3 separate regions of the Hordeum vulgare genome follow, and all the other regions are linked to region 2. The links are chromatin contacts, called in public Hi-C maps. All regions are on one chromosome and are shown on one strand. Each heading gives the region's core, a stretch centred on a gene start, on an enhancer-like site or on the middle of the called end of the contact. The rest is flanking DNA. Distances are from core to core; before and after follow the strand shown. Region 1 holds the start of LOC123427425 (scarecrow-like protein 8). Region 2 holds the start of LOC123427427 (BTB/POZ domain-containing protein At1g63850). Region 3 holds the start of LOC123427424 (SUMO-conjugating enzyme SCE1-like).

The links. Hi-C and Micro-C count contacts between places; a contact is called where the count stands out from the background.
Region 1: a Hi-C map of seedling shows a contact between it and region 2, with 7 times the contacts expected there. The contact joins the promoter of LOC123427425 here to the promoter of LOC123427427 in region 2. A contact is called at or near these places in 1 of 6 Hi-C or Micro-C datasets (seedling) and 1 of 1 datasets of contacts at active chromatin or transcription factors (embryo).
Region 3: a Hi-C map of seedling shows a contact between it and region 2, with 2.8 times the contacts expected there. The contact joins the promoter of LOC123427424 here to the promoter of LOC123427427 in region 2. A contact is called at or near these places in 2 of 6 Hi-C or Micro-C datasets (leaf and seedling) and 1 of 1 datasets of contacts at active chromatin or transcription factors (embryo).

The regions. Positions count from the first base shown.
Region 1 is chr2H:580,906,534-580,911,076 of MorexV3_pseudomolecules_assembly, forward strand. LOC123427425 (scarecrow-like protein 8) reads left to right here and starts at 2,020. Exons shown (of 1, transcript XM_045111468.1): 1 at 2,020-4,374. The coding sequence starts at 2,309. The coding sequence ends at 4,177.
Region 2 is chr2H:581,282,607-581,287,405 of MorexV3_pseudomolecules_assembly, forward strand. LOC123427427 (BTB/POZ domain-containing protein At1g63850) reads right to left here and starts at 3,282. Exons shown (of 3, transcript XM_045111472.1): 1 at 3,115-3,282; 2 at 2,420-3,052; 3 at 1,014-2,325. The coding sequence starts at 3,267. The coding sequence ends at 1,327.
Region 3 is chr2H:580,809,718-580,813,893 of MorexV3_pseudomolecules_assembly, forward strand. It overlaps LOC123427424 (SUMO-conjugating enzyme SCE1-like), which reads left to right and starts at 2,589. Exons shown (of 5, transcript XM_045111467.1): 1 at 2,589-2,786; 2 at 2,914-2,997. The coding sequence starts at 2,715.

The DNA.
Region 1 (4,543 bases), core at 770-3,269, 380 kb before region 2:
GCGACGACTTCCTCAACGATGAGTTCTTCCCCGACTTCGGCAACCTCTTCCTCAACGACATGAGCGACAACATCAGCGTTGGCGGTTCTACTCCCGCTGCACCGTATGCAATCTTGTCCTCTTTGTTTGAGATCATGCTAGAATTTATGTGTCTAGTTTTTATCGTGGATTCGATCTACTTGTTTACTATACTGTTGTCGATTTATTTACTACTTATTTGATTAAATCTTATAGTAATTTGCTCATATTTTCAACACATGCATTTCAACTTAGTGTTTTGGTGCGGCGTGTGCCTAGCATTTTCTATATGCAGCATGGTCATGATTTCGAAACGTGAACTAGGTGGGGGCATCTGTGTGAGACCGTGTAGTCGATGCCGCAGAATAAGAGCGGTGATGTTGACAGCCCCACTTGGTTCGAACGAAACTAGAATAAAGCATGGACCCATGCTTCAGGTCCCGCTTACCAGCGTCCTATCTATTTGCTTGTTTCTTCTCGGTGCCGGTCAAGCCATTTGGAAGCGAACATTCGAATTTGTTGGCTCACACGTGTCTACCCTGGTCTATCGTTGTACAAAAGTCCCGAAATTTTATGGTTGTAGTTTCGTATATTTGTTGAGAACACAGACACAATGGTAAACTAATACTAGTACTGGTCTAAAGTATAAGCAATACTTTGGGAAATGTTTAAATTAGTCACGTGGAACTGGCTCAATTCTCACGTAGGGACTGAAACCAGTAAACCTCTCCTGTTCTTTTGTTTGTCCAAGTTAAAGCAGGTGAAAGATTGGAAGAATCTTACCCGCAAAAAAAAGAGAGGAAGAATCTGTCACGTTGGTGCATGCACCACGTGTAACAATAGTATAGGTGATTAGCTAAGCATGGTGCGGCCGCGTGGGTGCGTAGCACGAAAGCGGGATCCTGGAGCGTAAAAGGTGCCAACGTATGAACACACAGAACAGAAGGCAACCGAACTAGAAGCAGCAGCGGGCTTGGGCTCGAAGAGGTGGGTACGGGGTTGTTGGGTGGATGTTTGGACGATCGGTTTCCTAACCAACTCCAAACGCACCCGGAAACAAGCAACCTCGAGTGCACACGCCCCTTCAATCAAAAAGGTGGGGAAAGAGAGAAGGAAATCGCGTACGATTCGATCATTTTCACGGGATGGGATTATCTTCCCTCGTGCTTCCACGCCCGGATTTCTTTTCAGAGAAACTCCGTGATTTAAGCTGTCACGTAATTCGCCAGGGGAGCGCTAGCCAATTGGCGATGGCCAGGATCGGCTCGTGTGGCCAGGCGACGGGCAACGTCGCCCCGGTCTCTCTACCTAAGCCGCGAAAGCGAGGCCTCCCTGTGCACACAGCACAACCCCTACCGCCACCAATCTGGATTAGTAGTAGGAGTAGAATAAAATTGTTTCGCACCGCTGCTAGTAGTACCAGTTGCAGTGCACCAATCCGTTGCTAAAATATTGATATCCCGCGGCCATCTGTTCCTTCCCTTTCGTTCGCCGAATGGAAAGAGACTGCGACTTCTAGAAATCGCAATCGGGTCCCGCTGGCGGTGACCCGCCGCGTGCATGCACAGGGAGGGATCTCCCGCCCGCCCTCCGATGCCCGGCCCCACCCGCAAGCATACACCTGCCGCTGCTGCCTCCTCGTTCGAAATTCACGCGAGCGAAGCGAGCGCGGTGCCGTAGAGCGTAGCGTAGCCACGAAACCGCGGGTCGTTCCCCGGAAAAAACGAGGCGAAAACCAGGCGGTGGCTGGCGCGCGGGGCGGCCACCGGCAGGCGTCGGTGGCGGCAGCGTGCCACAGCAAGCCATAGCCCAGGCCGGACTCTTGGTAGCGTCGTCTGGAGGAGAGGCGGGATTGCGTGACGCAGCGCGTATCCATGGCTTCACACCATTCATTCATTCACCACACCGCGCATTTATTTTAGGCAAGCACGAAGGGCGCGCGGGGCCCGGCCCCCGCAGGTAAGTTAAAGGTAAACGAACCCGGCTGGCCGCGACGTGGCCCGCGGCGTCAGCGGGGTTGCCGCCGTATAGGTAATGCATTGCTACGGGTGTGGGTGTGGGTGGGGGTGGCTTTATAACAGCGGAGAGGGGGGGGGGGGGGAGGAGGGCGCGTTTTATTAGGGGAAGCAATTGAATGGGATGAATGGCACCCGTTTATAGCTGCGCCTGTAGCTGTACCCATAGCATTAGCGTTTGGAGCTAGGAGCTAGTATTCCCCTGCCTGCCTACTCCCAGCGCCTCCGTCTACCTCCTCGTCCTCCCGCTGCCGGCCGGGCTTCGCTTCGCCTGCATGGAGCCGGGCGGGCCGTGGCGCGATCCGCGCCAGGGGTACGTGTACGGGCTCGGATCGCCGATGCAGATGCCGGCGCAGCAGCGCTCCGACCCGGCCGCCGTTGGCGGCGTTCTCAAGCGGAGCCTCGGCGAGATAGAGAGGTGGCAGCACCACCGCCTGCAGCAGGAGCTCTACATGCGCGCTGTCCGGCAGCGCACGGTCGGGACCTCGCCGGACTTCGCCGCGGTGTTCGGCGGGGTCCCGTCTCAGCCCTTCTTCTCCGGGTCGAGCCTGGGCGGTGGCCTCGCGTCGCCGTCGTCCACGCTGTCGTCCCTCACGACCGCGTCCAGGGCGGCCATGCCGCTGATTCAACAGCATGTGCATCGGCAGGCGCCGTTCGTGCCGTCCTCTGCGCATGCGCAGCCGCAGGCGCAGGCTCAGGCGCATGCTCTCGCGGTGGGGAGGGAGCCGACTCCATCTGCGGTTGGGAGCGAACTGTCCATCCTGCAGGACCTGGAGAAGCAGCTGCTCGGCGACGACGACGAGGCTGAGCCGGCGATGAGCGGAACCGGTTCTACGGTCACCAGCTCCGAGTGGGAAGAGACCATACAGCGGCTCAACTCCATCACGGCCGCGCCGTCTCCTCCGCTCTACGCGGAGGCGACTCCGAACAATAAGAACAACTACAGCGCGGCCATGACGGGGTCGCCGTCGAACTCGTCCACTTCTACGGCTTCTTCCTCGGCTTCCTGCTCACCGCCAATCTCGGCCACCACGTCGCGTCAACTACTCTCCGAAGCAGCGGTTGCCATCGCCGACGGCAACTTTGAAACGGCAGCCGCTAATCTGGCGACTCTCAAGCGCGCCGCTAACCCGCGCGGTGACGCGGAGCACCGGCTGGTGGCCATGATGGTGGCCGTCTTGTCTTCGCGCATTGTGCCCACTGCCTCGGCATCGTCCCAGCACCTCGCTGACCTCTGCAGCGCCGAGCACCATACCGGGTGCCAGCTCCTCCACGACATCACGCCCTGCTTCCGCCTCGCCCTCGACGCCGCTAACATCGCCATCGTTGAAGCCGTCGCCGGCCACCGCGCCGTACATCTGGTGGACTTCGACATCAACGCCCCGCAGCACGCGATTCTCATCCAGCGCCTCGCCGACCGGCGCGTGCCGGGGACATCCCTGCAGGTGACCGCCGTAACCGATCCCACCTCACCCTTTACGCAGTCTCTAACAGCGACGCTCCCCGGCGTCGGGGAGCGGCTCAAGAAGCTGGCGGAGCGCGCCGGCATAGAGTACAGCTTCAGAATTGTCAGCTGCAGAGCAGCAGAGATTGAGGCATCCAAGCTGGGGTGCGAGCCCGGGGAGGCGCTGGCCGTCAACCTCGCCTTCGCGCTCTCGCACGTGCCTGACGAGAGCGTCTCGCCGGCGAACCCCCGCGACGAGCTGCTCCGGCGCGTGCGCGCTCTCGGCCCGCAGATCGTGACACTCGTGGAGCAGGAGCTGAACTCGAACACCGCCCCGCTGGCCACGCGCTTCTCGGACGCGTGCTTGCACTACGGAGCCATCCTCGACTCGCTGGACTCGACGGTCAGCCGGGAGAGCGCGGACAGGGCGCGGGCTGAGGAGGCGGTGGCGAACATGTCGGCTAACGCGGTGGGCCGGGAGGGTGCCGACCGGCTGGAGCGGTGCGAGGTCTTCGGCAAATGGCGCGCGCGGTTCGGCATGGCCGGGTTCCGACCGGTGGCGCTCGCCGCGGGCATTGCCGACCAGGTCATGGCGCGCGTCGGCGCTCCCCCGCCAGGGCTCGTCGTCAAGCCCGAGAATGGCGTGCTCCGGCTCGGATGGAAGGGGCGGGTGGTGACCGTCGCCTCCGCCTGGCGCTAATCTGGTGAGGTCGCGCCATCATTGCCGGCACCAGACAATTGCTTAATTAATCCGCACCCGTCCTCTATTTTTATCCTTTTTTAATTTGTTGGATTGGCAAGGTGTGATGAGTTTGTTCTTGATCTAGTAGTAAAGCTTAGCTGTAGCGACTCATAATCCTCGTAGCTAATATATGGAAAGAGTACATTATTACGCAACTGATCCCTGTTGTTTTTGTCACCTGTTTGCTTGGAGAAGTGGTAGACAGCACCGGCTGATCCACTCCATTGCGTGATTGTGGGTATTACATACGTACACTTGTACACAGTCGTAGTACTGCGCAAGTAGTGGGCGGGCGCAAGCGTGCATCCGGCCCTACCGCCTTTC
Region 2 (4,799 bases), core at 2,032-4,531:
TAATTTTTATATTTGGACCATCTATTGAAGATGCTCTAAGGCTCACACAACCATCATTGGCTGACACAAATATGCAAGGACACCGCGACCACCCACCTAACAACTCCATTCTCTTCTCGAACTTGTCTAGCATCAGTCTAACACAATATACGAATGCACAAAAAACAGCATGAGAACACAATTAAAATCCATGTCAACGTAGATAACTCACAACCACCACCGGCCGACACCAAAGACCGAAACATGCAAAGACACCACAACCACGCACCTAACAACTCCATTCTCCTGTCCAGGATTAGTCCAACAAAATATACGAATGCACAGAGAACACCAGGAGAACATAATTAAATCCAAGCCAACATAGATAAAGCCAAAATGAATAACCGACCGCAATAACCTGCTAGAGGAAAAGGAGTTAATCCCACAAATGAAGAACGGCATGGCAAAGCCCGCGTTAGCCTGTAGGCCTCGTCACTGTGCCATCAGTTGAAGTTATCACTATGCTGTTCGACCTGTGACTGTAGATTCAAGTTGGAATGGTACTAAGACTACCTTCAACTCCGTCTATCCCTTAACTTGTGCATCCTATTATCACATTTTGGTCTACCGTCTATCCCTTATAACTTGTGCATCATACTATCACATTTTGGTCTACCGTTCAGTGCCTTGATATGGCTGCATGCACTCATTTGGACAAGTCCCCGATTGCTAAACCACTTCCATCTTCATCTATTTATAAGATACGTGCAACCACTCTCACGAGCAATAAGCAATATTCGTATGCTCAAGGGGTTACTTATTCATCGAAAAGGTATTGTCCTGCATACTATTAAGAACATGACCAGATTCGTTCACACAATCTGTAAAAGGCATAGCGGTTCAACAACCAGCAAATTAAAAACAGAGAAACGAAGCATGTTACTAAAATCTACTCCAACACTGCTCTGAAGCAAACATCAATCCATTTCCAACTGCTACAACAACTTTCCTCACATGGCACGCAGGACAGCTGGTTGGCCTTCAAAATGTATTCAGATTGAGATGGCAAGTATACAAACACTGACAACAAAGAAGAATTAAGAGGTGTGTTCCGCAATGAATTTGAGGCATGTGCCTGCTGTGATAAGCTGCTATAATAGGCAATAAACAATCTACCCCACGATGAACAAGATGAACATACTCGTGTATAATTAATTTGCCTAGAACCAAACAGATGTAACAGAGAACTCAACAAGACAGTCAGAACACAACTACAGATCCCACGGAACTAACCTTTATATCCAAACATCAGCCACCCTTCATATCCAAGTTGGGCCAACAACTTCATCAAGAATTATCACAGATTGCTGTAATTCTCAAACGGGGTGGTTGCTCTGGTTCGGCACTCCTTTTCCAGAATGCACGCCGCCACCATACCTCGAAGCCTCTCTGAATGTTTGGGCAGTCCTCCCCAGAGTTGAGGAACCGATTAAACCAGGCAAGCAAGATCTCCTGCTGAGTAGCAAGCGGCAGTGTCAGGATCGTGTTTGCCAGCCCATCCTCAATCAAATGCCGGTCAAGCCCCTTGCATGCTCGCCGCATCCACCCAAAGTCTTCGTAGAAGGGCTCAAGCCAGGTACTCAGGAGCTGGGAGCGGGCCTCTTTGGACACTAAGATCTGCCCTTTGCCAACCCCGACGAAAAGCCTCGCCGTCACTCGGCTCACTTCATAGCGATGTATAGCCGGGACTTTACCATGCATCTCTGCCAACTCATTCTGTATTGCCCATGTCCTCAAGAAGTCCTCAGCAATCTGCCGCTCAACAAGGATGTCAAGCACCCAATGCAGGTTATCAGCCTGCCTAGCGATCTGTGGCACCTCCGATTGGTCACCTCCTGCAGCCCTCACAAATTGCTCACGCAGCAGGCACAGGCAGCCATTGCATGCCGAATAGAGTGACTCCTTGCGGAGGTCACCACCAATGGCTCCGCCACGCGATGCGCTGTTCTCTCTTAGCATTTTGGAGACCAGACCCTTCATCTCCCTCCTTGCCTTCTCGTCTTTGCCCTCCAGGACAACCTGCAGGAGCCTAACTAACACCTCTTCACCACCACCCACATTACTGCCACCGTTGCAATTTGGTCCCATTTCTACCTCCTCGGTCACCACAGAAGGTGTCAACTCCAGGGAGACCCTCTTAAGAACCTCCCCAGCGCCAGAGTTCTCAAGATGCAGCTGCGTCAACAATGCTGCCACTTTCTCGTCATCATCCTCCGCCCACGGAGCAGCCTCCAAATACTCCAAGCAAGAAAGCACTCCAGCGTCGAACACGATGGCTGCGGACACCTACAGATACAGAAAGAAGGTGGAAATTAAGGACCAAAAGCAAAATGATGTGAATTGACCATTAGACATGAGGAAAAGAAGAAAGGGGCGGTACCTTTAAAATGCCAAGGACCTTGGCCACATCCTCCCTCATGAGCCTCCTACGGAGATCCTTGCAGTACATGAGGCGCAGCGTCTCGACGTACACCTCGACGTCGTCGCAGTCGGAGATCTCGACGATGTGGGGCAGCGTCCGCTGCTGCTTGGACCAGCGGTCGGAGAGCTTGGCGGCGAAGAACCTGCTGTGCGCGACGAGTATGTGGCGGTGCACGCAGAGCGTGAGGGAGAGGCCGTCCTTGGAGCTGAGGGTGAGGCGCACGTCGGAGGAGTCGGCGTCGTTGAACTGGTTCCCGGGGCTGCAGCTGCCGATGAGCTCGGCGACGCGGTCCTGGAGCAGCGCCTGCCTGTCCATGGAGCGCGCGGGGGCGAGGGGGTTGTGGTGCTGATGCGGGTGCGGCGGGGCGGAGTGGGCTGCGGCGGCGGAGCGGGGCTGGTAGTCCTGCTCGTTGGCCATCATGTCGAAGAGGGTGGGGCTGGAGCGCGTCTTGTCGATCGGCAGCGGCGGAGGGGACATGGGGTTGAGGAGGCCGGCGTTGAGCGCGGAGTTGAACTTGGTGTAGCTGGAGGGGTAGGAGTGCGTGTAGGAGGGCGGGTTGGGGCTGGCGTAGGAGGAGGCGCCGGCGGCGGGCTGCTGCTGCTGCGGGGGCGGGCGGTCCATGGGGGGCCGGCGGTGCCGCGGGTGGCAGCGGCGGAGGAGTGGAAGTGGGAGGTGGAGGGGGCGGGGTGCGGCGCGCAGCACCAGGAGGAGAGGTCGTGGGGAACGAGGTGGGACTGGGAGTGGGAGGGGGGCGAGGGCAAGGGCTTCTTTGGGTGCGGCCTGCTGGATCTGGAGGAAGCGGCCATAGCAGGGAGTGGTAATCGTTCGGTTAGTTTTTTCCGGGTGCGGGGTGGGGGCGCGCGTCGCGTAGGCTGGCTGGCGTGGGGATTCTCGCCGCCCGAGGGCAGTCGGGCACGAGGCGGAGCGCTTGTCGCTTTTTTTGTTGAGGCGTGGTGGGGAGTAGTAATAATGGTTGTATCGCCCCGAGGGGACCACCCATTGCCAGTGCCGATGAGCGCTACACGGCGGAGAGTCTTTATTTTTTCTTCTGTGAAGAGGCACTGGTAGCTTGCATTACAGAGAAAAAGTCAATGTAAGTGTCTCAAACTACTTTTTATTATGGAGCATGCGTGTTCATATATCATCATTGTACATGCCCTGACCTCGTCCATAGTGACTCAGGCGCATCTTGCAACCTCGCACAGTCGCCCTTCCTTACCTTTACTCTCATCGCGCCGTCATCGGACAAAGACGGCGTGGCAGGCGACAGAATGTTCGAGCGGTGTGTCGGCGCACGCTGGGCTCACGATCTCGACGGGGCGGCGGCTCGGCCCGGCGTCCTTACGTGAGCGTGGCACCGGCTACCGGAGGGACGAGAGGCCCTCCGGGATTTGATCCCTCTTGCTGTTTTTTTTATGTTTTCGCAATTGTTTTTTTAGATTGGTTTTTTCGTCGATATATAGAGTTGCGGCGGAGGAACTTCTGATTCACTGTAATTTCTGGAGGTTTCTATATTTATAGAATTTTTGTACGTTAGAATCACGTCAAGATGGGTACCGGGGGGGCGTGTGGTGATTCTTTGTTCAAGTATTTCTCTTTTCTTCCAAAAAAATCGTTAAAAAGTTCTGTCTAATTCCGAAAACTTTTATTTCTACATAAAAAATAACATCACGGTAGTTCTGCTGAAAACAGCGTCAGTCCGGGTACAGATCCCTGTACCGCACTCCTGCCTTGAAGGCGCAGACTGCTTGATGCTCGGTGACGTTCTCCACCGTGTGGTAGAGAGTTGTCCAACACTGAATGAAGTCTCGCAGGGGCTCATTCTGCTTCTGGACGCAGTGCTGGAGCTCCACGAGGCCAGCAGGACGCTTGCACGCCCCTTCGAAGGCCCTGATGAACACTCGGGCCAGATCTGCCCAGCTGTAGATGCTTGAGGGGGCCAACTCGTTCAGCCACGCTCGCGCCGAGCCGTCGAGCATCAGAGGGAGGTGCTTCATGGCGACATGGTCGTCTCCTCCTCCGATCTGGACTGCCACTCGGTAATCATCCAGCCACGTTTCTGGCTTGGACTCTCCTGTAAACTTGCTAATTCCCGTCGCCAACCGGAAGTTGGGAGGGATGTCAGCCGAACAGGTGGCTCGACTGAAACACTCGGGACCAGAAACGATGGTCCTGCTTCCACTCGGACGGTGAATATCGTAACCATCGCGGTGGGCTCGGCCCCTGTCGACCCTCCGCTGGGCGATATGCCCTCTCTTGTCGGGCCTTGGGTCGTAAGTGCCGCCGACTAAACGCCGATCATCATGATGTCGGGGCCCGTAGGGCCCACCCCGCGGAG
Region 3 (4,176 bases), core at 1,339-3,838, 470 kb before region 2:
GCCACTAATATCACCTCATTCTCAAATTTGTGCTACAACAACATCAATTAACTGTTGCCAAATAAAAAAATTGAGAAGAGAATCAAAACACCCTAGGTCTTATGCTTATACAAGTTTCAACTAAAAAAATGATTGTACAAGTATGCAGGCTGAAAATATTTTAACAACTTACCCTAACAAAAATTGTGGGATTTCACATAAACTCATAATATATAGTAGCGAATACATCTGGAGCATCTGCCTAGATAACAAGATTGGAGGATTTCACATCAACTTACGGTAGTACTATAGAATCAAACAATAATGTTTAGTTTGCAAAGCAGAGTCCAGTGAATAGTCACGAAGAGTACATTGCATAAATAAGTATAACTTGAAATGTGGAATTGCTAAAATAATCAAATTCAGCAAGTTAACTCACTGTATGGGCATGGATCATATTTACTTCTGCAAGGTTTTATGCAGATTACCCCCACTAACATGGTCAATACAATAGTCATCTATCCAATATTTCAGGGATGAAAGTTAAACAGTACAAAAGCATAACAACTCATGTGATAAGGATCAAACAAAGAGAATTGCTATACAGACGATGGGATGTGCCCGATTTCTACACGACAATATATAGCAGCCATCGATCACCTCACTTCAGGTGGGCGGCAGCCATTTATCACGAGGTTGTGTGCAAACCGTCCTGCAAAAATTAACACTCTACATTCACAATAGTCAATAGTTAATTAACTAAAAAAAGCACCGTAGGTGAGGATCCTCCACTGTTCCGTATTTCTGCACGGGATGCAAACAGCAAACTTGTTGCCTAGCTTCCCCATTAATTTCTAGTATCCTTTTCTCCATTCTACACATGCTGCATAAAAAATATTGGGATATTGTTTAGTTTGTGTGGATCATTCCAAGCTTCGTGGGCGACTCTTGGTCATGGCACCAGACCTTGATGGCGTGCGACAGACTGTTGGCGGCAGAGCACGCGACGCAGGGCGCGATGGCGCTGCGCGGGGACCCGACGACGCCCAACTTCCTGACGCTCCCACCATCTTCTGCTTCCCGGTGCTCGAGCGACTCGACGTCTCGCTGTGGGGCCACCCTTTGCTCTCCTTAGCATCGTGAATCACAGGGCGCCCGCATCCTCCTCATCCGACCACCTCCCGCTCCACTTGGAATAGATCGTCGAACAGAACGCCGACCCCTCCATGTTTGCCAGCCTTGCATCCTTGTGGCGACCAAGCTCTCCATCGCCGATCTAGGGGGCATCGCGGTTGTGAGAGCCCCGCCCTCCATACGATGGCCATGTTGTCCGGCAATGTGGGAACAGAACGGGGAGAGGGAGAGAGATTAGTGAGGAGAGGAGAGAAAAGGAAGCAGGGCGTTGGGCGCGCCTAACCGACACAGGAGGTCGGCGGAGGCTTGGAGGAGCGCTGGCAGCGACCATAGGCAGGGTTGACTGGGGTGGATTGGGAAGTGCACGAAAGGAGGGCGAGGGAGGAGCGGCGGCACAACGTTGCTGCGGATCCGTATTTGTCGATCCAGGGAGAGAAAGAAGGATCGGATAGGCACGATTCAGGCGTAATTGACCCGAAAATCAAGGTGAGGGGGAGGGGGAGGCGGAGGCGGACGGGGAGGGGGAGTTGGAGGCGGAGGCGGACGGGGAGGGGGAGGCGGAGGCGGAGGCGAAGGTGATGGTGCAGGACAGGGCGTGTGGCTCCCGTTAATTCTGCCTAAATTTCTGTAGTTGATTGGCTCGTTTTTTTCGGGGAGGTGCAACAGTTGTTCGCTGTAGGAGGAGGTGGAGCACGGTCAGCCTTTGTTAATTTGGTAACTGCACACCATCGTAGTGCATGGATGGTGGAAGGCTGTTAGATTGTAATTTGTTGACTAATTGTGTGGTGGTGATTGGTGTTTGTTTTTTGTGGGGGTAATAGCTGTGTGTACTTAAAGAAGTTTTCGTTTGATCTTTTATTAGTAGTATAAATATGATACTTATATTGTCACCAGTCTTACGCCCTGTTTGGAACCACCCAGATTATATAATCCAGTTTTTATAATCTATTATGTCTCCAAACATGACAGATTACGGTGTAGATTACAAAAACTAGATGACCAGATTATTAAAAACTCATAATCTACTCTACATCAGCTAAAATCAGATTATGGATTGCTAATGACCCATTACCCTTGTAAAGTTAGAGATAATTACATTCCTACCATCGCCATCCTCCTCTTTTAAAAAAAACCAGAGGACAGACAGGTCATTATGCAATGTAAAAACCGGATTACAGTTTATATAATCTGGCTTTCAAACATGTTCACCTAGATTATTTTTATAAACCAGATTATATAATCTATCTTCATAATTCAAATTATCATAATCTATTATGGTTTCAAACAGGGTTTTAATAAACAAGACTTTTACCTGCACATTTTTTAATAAACAATACTTTTTAAAGTTCAGAGAGGAACAGGACATTTCAACTTATATCAGGTCGCCTTTCATTCATTAAAGAAAAAAAAACTCCGTCTGTTCGGTTGCGTCAGTGCAAGCCCCTTCCTATATTCATTGCCCCCACCGACCAGAAACCGAACCAAAGAGACAACCTAAAGTACAGAACAGTCCACGGCGCCGCGGCACCGAGCGACCCCGCGGGAGTCCCTGGAAGACGACGAAGCGGCGGCGACGACCGCAAGCTATTGTTGCGACCTGGATGGCCTCCGGAGGCATCGCCCGCGGCCGCCTAGCGGAGGAGCGCAAATCGTGGCGCAAGAACCACCCCCATGTGCGCGCCCGCACCACGACCTAGCTACTTGCCTTCTTCCGCTACTGTATTTTTTTCCCCTGTTTGTTTCTCTGGATCTACGCAAGTGGTGATGGATGGGGACGCTGTGGCTTCTTGGCTATTTCAGGGCTTCGTGGCCAAACCGGAGACCCTGCCGGATGGGTCCGTCAATCTCATGCTCTGGCGGTGCGTCATCCCCGGCAAGCCAGGGGTAAGAAAATACCGCGTCCTTTTTTTTTTACTCGCCCTGTACCCTGGTTAGCAATTTTGATGAATACGCGTTTCATCTTTAATTTATCTGAACCTGCCTGTGGCTGTATAGTTTGATTTTGTCACACACTGAAACTCGAGAAAAAAATTCACCATGATTTTCTCGAGTTTCTCTGAACTTGTTTGTGCTTCTGTACTAATAGAGGAGGGGTTTCAGTAGGTGCAGGGTTTTGCAATCCTTGATGCAGAAGTCTTTCGACTAGCTGAACATGAGACGTTGATAATGCAAAACCGTTGCCCCTTCAGTGCTGCAAGTGGAACATTGCACATTGTTATTGAAAAATCAGGGCATGAACGGACATTAGTATGCGAACATATTATATCCTATCCTAATGCAACCGAATCTGAGTTTGTTCTCTTGCATAACAGAACCAAACCTATGATCCATCTTTCTTAATTTGGTGCTTCGTTGTAGTGCTTTTGGCTTTTCAATCTCTGCCACTGCGTTATGTCGTTGCAGGATAAAACTTGATTACATTTTACAATCTTAAGGATCAGTTCATCAGTCCATGTCCCCTTTATCTGACCCAAATTATGATGATACGAAAGTAACTATTTTAAGCTTATGGTAGTTTTGAGGCAATTGATCAACATATAAAGATGCATGTGAGGTGTGAGTATAGGTAGAGACCAGTTTAACTGTTCCTTGTGTTAAAGTGTGCATAACATACAATACATTTATAAGCCCAGGCAGTGAATGATTGCACTATCCTGTCTCTGTTCGGTTGGTGTAGTACTTTTATTGAAGTTTTAGCATGATCACTTGATCCAGACATAGCATTTCAATTGACCTTGTCTGGTTATAACAAGTACTCCATACAGGATAGAAGCATGAACAGATAATACGAAAGTCTGAACACGAAATGGTGCACTACTGATTAACTTCTTTTGCCTTCTTGAAAATAAAACCAAATAAGCGGCACATTGAGTATTCGTTTCACAAAAAAATAATTTAGATGTTGAATCATCTCTTTAAAATATTTTTAAATGCTATTCTCAAGGCCAAGACAATGACAATTTCAACAAAAATCTTGTAAGCTACTCCCTCTGTATCTAAATACTTGTAGTTGGGGAGAACTAGTTTAGTTCTCCCCAACTACCAGTATTTAGGTACAGAGGG